Linked DNA regions of Macaca mulatta: region 1 is linked to region 2. Evidence: chromatin contacts called from public Hi-C data. All regions are on one chromosome and are shown on one strand. The core of a region is the stretch at or near the end of the contact, and the rest is flanking DNA. Distances in the headings are between cores, read along the strand shown.

The links. A called contact is a pair of places that touch in the nucleus more often than the background predicts.
Region 1: a Hi-C map of liver shows a contact between it and region 2, with 5 times the contacts expected there. The contact joins two enhancer-like sites. A contact is called at or near these places in 2 of 14 Hi-C or Micro-C datasets (CD4 T cells and liver).

The regions. Positions count from the first base shown.
Region 1 is chr5:148,875,864-148,880,068 of T2T-MMU8v2.0, forward strand. All of the region lies in intron 1 of MAML3 (mastermind like transcriptional coactivator 3), which reads right to left. Among named protein-coding and RNA genes, the nearest start is that of MAML3, 150 kb to the right of the region's middle. Within about 2 kb of position 1,403, at least 17 of the 40 cell types and tissues checked have an H3K27ac peak or open chromatin away from gene starts, as enhancers often do. A contact at or near this core is called in liver, where this site is marked.
Region 2 is chr5:149,122,758-149,126,744 of T2T-MMU8v2.0, forward strand. No RefSeq gene overlaps it. Among named protein-coding and RNA genes, the nearest start is that of SCOC, 92 kb to the right of the region's middle. Within about 2 kb of position 2,259, at least 18 of the 40 cell types and tissues checked have an H3K27ac peak or open chromatin away from gene starts, as enhancers often do. A contact at or near this core is called in liver, where this site is marked.

The sequences.
Region 1 (4,205 bases), core at 153-2,652, 250 kb before region 2:
TTTGTAAACATGGATTGGGTCTGGGTTACCTAGTGGAAAATTCTAGAGGGAGCTCTCAGACACCAGATATACTGGGAGAAAAGTACCTAGTTAAAGAGAAACACAAGACACTCCTTGGGCATAAGGAGAAAAGAAGTAAATAGTATTAAGGGGTAATAGGCTACGGGACAGTGCAGGAAAGACAAGCAGACATGAGAATCCTGGCATGTCAGGGGCCAAGGGTGATGTCCTTGAGGCCAATATGATTCAACTCAAATAGCTGAGAAGGACTGCAAGAAAGACAGTGTCCTAGCTCACTGGCTTTGTCACGAAGGGTTAACACTGGACAATTTTCTTTTTCTGTGCTTTCATGTATCCCATTTTAAAGTAAGGAGAATAACATTTTGCCAGCAATATCTTCCCAAGGGAACCGAGATACTAACATGTAACCCTGAAAGAGTCTTGAAAGAGCGCCAGATTCAAGTCCTAGCTCAGCTAGAACTCTGTGTCCTAGGAAACATCCCCAAACATCCTCTAAGCTCAGTTTCCATATCTTTGACAATAAAGGATTGGGCTCCTTGAATTAAGTCTGCCCCAGGTATATGATTTCCATCCGTGAAGTGCTTTAAGTTCCCACAAGGAAAGTTTCTGTGTAAATTACAAATGGCTTTAAGAGCCCTATCAACTCAACCTTCCTCCCATTCCTGCTCTCCACACAAGCAAGAGAATCACTTAAAAAGCATTGTAAGCTCTAGGTAATGGGAAGAAAAGGAGAGAGACTGCACACAGGCACTTTAGAGTAAAGCTCCACCAAGCCCTTAATGCTTTACTTTGCACAAGACAGAATGTGGATTAGCATGTTTATTTCAGAAGCCTTTCTGAACACCATACCTGGCTATTTAAATTCACAAGGCATTTGTTGTCACACTTTGTCTCTTATTAACAATGGCACAGAAGGCACTGGCAGTTCTCTCAAGATTCTCACCCCAGAATATTGGTGGATGGGTGTGCTACTGAACAGCACGGTTTCTTTACTTATTATGAATGTGCTAGGGAAGGACCATTTCCCCCCACACCCCTAGCACCCAGTATTTTTAACTAAAAACTGTTACTTCAAGAACGTAATTCCCAGATCCATACAGGGGCACTGTCAGTTTTAAAGGCATCGTATCTTGTTTCCTCTCTTTGAAGCTCATAAGAAACCCTAACTTCTGAGCTTCTACTTCACCTAAATGATCTCAAATTCCTTGAATCACAAAACCAGTAAGAAAGGGAGGGGCTTCGGGAGTGGGCGGGGGAGAGTAGTGAGGACAGAAGGAAAGAAAGAAAATGGGATGAACAGTTGCTGAGTGCAACGGGCTGCGAGTGTGTGACACAAGCTACCCACCGCAGACAAAGAACGCCATGAGACTCGCAGGGAGACAATGAAGGCTCCGGGAAAAACGCAGTGCTCACAGAGCTGGTGAGGGAGCGGCGCAGCCCCCTTCACAGACCTGCTCTCCCTGCCAGCCCAGGGCTCCCAGCAGCTGCTCCCCAGTGGAGAGACACATGGTCATTTCCTAGCCGAAAGGAGGGCTACTGTTTTCCTTAGTTTTTTTTTTTTTTTTAAACATAAGAAATAACTCCTCCCTATCATCACATTCCCCAGATATAGCTGTATTTTCAACTATCAGAAGCCAAACAGAATGATTTTGGTTTCCTTAAGAGTTTAGAAATTCTTGTCAAACAAAATAATCAGGAGGAAAACAAAAGTTCAGCAAAGTACCTAAAATCTGTACTTCTTCAAAAACCCCGGTAGAAAACATTTTGGTTAAGTGTGCTGGGGTGCTGGTGAACGTGGAGGACAGGGGCTTTGAACAATGCAGTGGTTTAACTCAGTGGTGTTGCTACCCTTTGTCCTGGTTAGTTTAAATGGTTAAGACAATGCAGTGGGCTAGGATTTTTCCTGTTTCACCTCTCCTCTTTCCCAGAAACTATCTAGAGCAGGTTGATTCACTAGAGATTCCTAATCCTCCTTGGCAGAAAGAGAAATATGGATTTGACAAATAATACGCATAAAATATTTCTTAACCTGGAAACATTAGGGGGAAATAATCGATTCAGAAGAACTGAAGTAAAAAACTAAAACATAGAAAAGTGCTGCTGCCAGGCAGCCGCCCTCCAGTGTTGGAAACATGATCGCCACAGGATTAGATCTGTTTAAAACCACTCTCTGTTTACAAACAAAGCACTTACTAAATAACGCCCCAGGTAATGGATGATGACAGGAATAGGGCTTGCTCTTTTAAATAACAACAGATTGGAAAAATATTTCAATACCAACAGACAACAAATTAAAATGAAACACCTTTTCTAACTGGAAAAATGCAGATCTAGCTGGGAAAATTGATTTCCACCCATCCTCCATCCTCCCAACAGAAGATTAGAAAGAGAAAACTGAAAATCATACATCCTGGAGATAACTTTGCTAATGAGCGCCATAAATATTCACAGGGAGCTAGGCTCCTATTTCATAGGTTTTTGAAAAAAATATTCTAATATGCACACGTGAGTCAAACAGTCTGCAGTAAAATGCATTTAATGTTTAATTGTTTTAATACACTATAAGAGGGAGTAAAGCCTTGTCACTCACCAGATGAAATCTGATCTCTCTCAAATCATGTCACCCAACAATGTTAAAGACATTACTGCTGTGACATAATTCAACCTCAAGACATCTTATGGGAAACACAGGTCAGTTTTAAAGCACCAGGTGGATAAACAGACATTCATTATTCAGTCTCCTGACCTTGAATTTTGGGGGTTCTATAGTCATCTTTTGCTTGGAGGCTACCACTTGAGATATCGTGTGCCATGCAAGGGCTTTCCAGATTTAAGTGGACTTTCTCGAGTAAGATGACTCTTCTTTTATGAGAACACATAAGATGCCAAAAAATATGCTTCTGTCTTATTCCTAATTCTAGGGGGCCAATAGAAAAGGAGTGGAACAGGGAGGGGTCTATGGCACTCCCCTCTCCTGGTTGGTATTAGAGTGAGCAAGAAGTGAATTAGGAAACAGGCTGGGTGTGGTGGCTCACCCCTGCAATCCCAGCACTTTGGGAAGCCAAGAGGGGTGGATCACTTGAGGCTGAGCCTAATGAACACGGTGAAACCCTGACTCTACTAAAAATATAAAAACTAGCCAGGCATGGTAGTGGGTGCCTATAATCCCAGCTACTCTGAAGGCTGAGGCAGGAGAATCACTGGAACCTGGGAGACGGAGGTTGCAGTAAGCCAAGATGGGGCCACTGCACTCCAGCCTGGGTGACAGAGTGAGACTATCTTTAAAAAGAAAAAAAAAAAAAAAAATTGAAAAAGTGAATTAGGAGACATTTGAAGACCCCTGGGCAGAGCAGAGAAAAAGGTGGTTAGCATATTTTCTCACTCAACTGAAATACGTCTGTTAACCTCTAAAGTTCAAACAATTGCAAGGCTAACTGCATACAGCCATAACTGGAGATGAATTGAAATTGATATTCTATATTCTTCTATCAAATAAAAATAATAAAAAATAATAACAATAATAGCAAAGACTTACATAGAGGTTACCCACTGCCAGGCACTAATCCAAGTACTTGGATATATTGACTTATTTAATCTTCCCATCAACCCCTTGACGTAGGTGCCATATACAAATGAATATAAACTTGGTTGTGTTTAAAGAACAAAAAGCTTCATAAGCTTTTTGGTAAAATAAGCTTTGGTGGTAAAATAGGATGGAGGTAGGTGATAGTTTTGAAAAGGAATCTGAGTCCACATATCCTATAACATAGGATGTTGCCCTATATATTGTTGGGGCAATATATGAAGAAAACATACAAGGATATCTTATCGGCATTTTTAAAAATAGCCTTGTTCATAAATTTCCACTGAAGAGAATACTAATCTTTGTAGAGAGAAAAGTAAGGATCTAAAAGAGATTAGAGAAAACAAGAGGATGCGTGATAAAAAGTGAAAAGACCTCACAGTGGCTAAAAATTTATCACCAACTTGAGGAAAATTGCATTCTAAGAGCCTAAAACCTAAAACGAAACAAAACACTGGGCTGGTCCCTTCTTGGAAATGATAATCTTTATTACAGCTTTTCCTTCCTGGGATTCTTCCTAATGTTAATTCCTAGTAGCTAAAATAATAATAAGGGAATGGAAAATGAGGCGAAAGGATATGTTTCTGTATTCCATTATATT
Region 2 (3,987 bases), core at 1,009-3,508:
AAGAGATTCTGGTTTGAGTTTTGTTTTGTTTTGTTTTTTGTTTTTTTCCCCCTAGATCCTTGGAAGGTGAGGTCAAAAAAAAAAGTTTTTAGACCCCTGACATATATGAAACTAGCAGAGCTGATTAAGTGAGGGACAGAACCCTTATTAGCCCCGCATTGGCCAATGGAAGCCTGGGACTATGTTGCCGTTTTGTTCATCTATACAGCATCTATGCACCTCAAATAGGCTGAAATATTTTTATCTTACAGTTTTTTTGTGAGTCAGGAATTCAGGGATAGCTTAGCTGCATGATTTTGGCCCAGAGTCTCTTACCAGGCCAAGCTCTTGGCCAGGGCTGCTGTCATCTGAAGGTGTGATTAGCATTAGAGAATCCTCTTCCTAGATGGCTGACTCACATGGCTGGTGAGTTGCTGCTGGCTGATGGTGGAGGCCTCAGTTCCTTGAAACATGGCCACTCCAAGCAACTACTTGAGTGTTCTCATGACATGGTGCCTAGCTTTCCTCAGAATGAGTGATACAAAAGACAGCAAGGTGGAAGCCACAATGCCTTTTATGGGCTTGAAAGTCACACTGTCATTTTGCAATATTCACTTGATCACACAGGTTAGCCCTGCTTCATAGGGGAGAATATATAAGAACATAAATACCAGGAGGCAAGGGTCACTGGAGGGCATCTGGGAGGCTGGCAACCACAGCTGCCTGTTGGTCCTGTCACCGCCTCTGGGAATCAGTCTGCCCAAGGCCTGGACTTCTAACAGCTATACAAATTCGATGCTCATGGAAATTTTCCAGTATCCTTTTAGAGAAGGGTCCACAGCTCCTGACCTACCTGCCTCAGGTGGATGCTGGCTCAGTCCCTTGCCCCAGCCACCACACCTCTGCTTGGGTGGCAGTGTGCATGCGGGGATGGATAGGAAGGAGGCCCTGATGAGCCAGACACACAAATGGCTCAGAATGCGACTTTAAAGCCAGGCCCACCCCCAGAGACTCTTCCAGCTCTAAAATGGCCATCTAAACCTAAGTAAGTGTCTGAGTTACACCTGTGAGGCTCTGGGGAGAATGCGGCCTCACTGGATTTCTGCTCTTTTCCTGGAGGGAAATAACCTTGCTGACTCAGATGGGAGTAAGAAGTTGTTAGCAGTTGCTGGGTTCACCTTCGGTGGAAATCTGGAAATTCCAGTCAACCACCATCATTTTCTGCAAGATAATCTAACCTAATTTCAGCTGTAAAATTTAAATTTTCAAATTTACTGAAGAGACAGTACATGCCAGCAGTTATACACAGTATTTCCCTTAATCATCACAAAAAAAAACCTGTCTCCGTAGTAGGTATCAGGCCCACCATTTTATAGAGGAGTGAACTGAAGCCCCAGAGGTTAAATTCCCAGCTAGCAAATGGGGGAGCCGGGGTTCCACCCCGTGTGTCTGCCTCCCAAGCCCGGGTGATACAACTCTGTCAGAACTCTCCAAAAGAGAAGGGGCATAAATCACAGGTCTATCCAGGGAGCGGAGGGAGAGGGGGAGTGCCCCACACAGTCACAGCAGCAGGGCAGGAGGAGGATGGGGGTTGGGGACAGCGGAGAACAGATGGGAGCTCCTGTTAGGAGCCGCGTTTCCTCGGCTGGGAACCCTTACTCCTGAGTCTCTGCAACAGCGATGCCAGGTCTGTCTCAAGGGCGGCAAACTGTGCCTCTCCCTCCTCCTACAAGGAGAGTCGGGTTGTTCATAATGATAGTTACTCTCTGCCAGGCTTCCTGCTAAGTTAAGAAGCACTTTTTAAAAATCCTCACAACATTCCTAGTAAGTATTATTCCCTGCATTTGATAGCTGGGGAGGTGCGGAGTTCGGAAGTTTAGGAACATCCTCAAGGTCACAGAACCCCAAGGTGTCAATGCTCACGTTTCAATCCAGGCTTCTGACTTTAGGGCCAGCAGAACTCTTTAACATCATGTTCCACCAAGCAGAGGTTGGGGGGCTCAGGCGACCACATGGGCCGTTCATCTTTGCAGGAGCTGACAGCTTTAGCCCCGACACAGAGGGCATGGGCCCCGCGGCTCCTCCGGGAAGGGGGCTCGCCCGCCGGCCCAGACACCCCCTGGGGGAGCCTCCTGTTCTCGGGCGCAGCCAGAGCCCGCTGCTCAGAGGCCCGAGGTCAGGTCAAGGAATCCTCCTGCGGGCCTCGGCATTCCTCGAGAGGAGGGCGACTCCCGCCAGGCGGGCCTGCGCTCGGGGTGGGTCTGGGCTCCGCGGCCGGGATGGGTGAGCTGGGGAGGGAAGCGCCCAGGCTCGGACCGGCGTCAGGCGCCGCGGCGCGTGGGGCTGCGCACGCGGTCCCCATTTTCCTCCCGCTGGTCTGTGTGCCCCTCCGGCGGAAGCCGAGGCCGGCTGGCCGCAGCCCCGCGCCCAGGGAGAGAGGAGGAGGGGAAGAGGCCGGGGGCGCCCTGCTCCTGGGACGCCGAAGCCCCGGAGGCTTTGTGTATTCGGAACCGGATTCCCCACCTCCCTTCCCCGCCTCCCATTCCCGCTTTCTTTTTCCCTGACCGAAGTCCCAGTAGAGTATCCAGCAATTAGCACGCGAAGAGGGGGTGGAAGGCGGCGGCTGCGGCGGCGGCGGCAGGGGTGGGGGCGGCGAGACCCCCGCTCTGGGCTCGGCCCCGCGCTCCGCCTGCGCTGCCTTCGTGCGCCACCTACCGGCTGCTCGGGGCTGCTGTAGCGCCCGCCAGAGCTGTTCCTAGGCAGATCTTGATCTCCGTGGACAATAGACAATGGGATTTTTTTTTTTTTTTGGAACAATGATTTATTTTGGGGGGTGGGGATAAGGAGGAAGGAGGGAGAGAGGGAGGAAGCAGCAGTGTGTTTGTCATCGCTTTAGAAAAAAAATCTCTGTTCTATCATTGTTTCTGCATATCCATTATATTGAGGACAAAAGAATCCCGTTCTGGAACAACAAAGCCAAGGGAAATGTTTTCTGTGGCTGACATTTAATTGTGTGCACAAGGTGCTACATTATCATGGGGAGAGATTGTAGAAAAGAATAGGGCCAGCCTCGGTTCAAAAGCCTGACTTTTCTGCTTTAAGATGTGAGCTTGCATGTGCCCCATTTTAGATTGTCTCATATATCTCCACTCTTGTTATACACGACGCACAATTCTACATTTCCTTATAGTTTTCCAACCCACCGCAAGGAATCCTTGCGGATTATTTTTGCACCACCTCCAAGGTCTATTCTTTTTACAGATAACAGGGATCATCATGTTTTGCTTCACAACTTCCCTACATGTTTCTTTTTTAGAAGCTGTTAGGGACCTTGGAGAATACGTAGTCCAACCCTCTCATTTTACAGATGAAAGAGGTAGAATGCCTAGTCTAAAGTCACACAAATAATTAGAGAGGGAGGCAGGACCAGACCTCTTGTTTCCTAATCCCCGGTCCCTATGACCTGCTATTTGATGTCCTAATGCCCAGCACTCCCGGACTTGCTCACTCCATGGCCTCCTTTCTGGCAGGAGAAAGCCCCTACACAGCGAGTTGTGTTCTACAAAGATGGGTGCTAACTCAGGCCAAGGGGACAGAAGTGTAAGCTTCCTGGCTTGTTGGTAATCCCTTTCACCCCCCCCCCCCACCCTTTTCACCCCACCACCTCTGTAGCGTGAAGAAGGGGAGTAGTGTGGATGTCATCTTCATTTATTTATTTCATTATTTTGCTGTGATAATATGTAAAACCTATTGCAGTTGTCCCCAACTCTCCAGAAAACATTCTCCCCTGGGATGCAGGGACTGACGCCACCTCTGATACTGGGCTAAACCAGAAGCATAACAAGAAATGTGTTCCATCTTTGGAAATTGTACTCAGTGGTCTCTTGGCAAAGGTGGTTTGCCCTTGGGAACTTAAATGATATGGATTTCTTTCCAAGGCTCATGAAGAATCCTTGGGAAGAGGCAGATAGCTGATTATGCTGTAGAACAGAGACATTTTTCTTATGC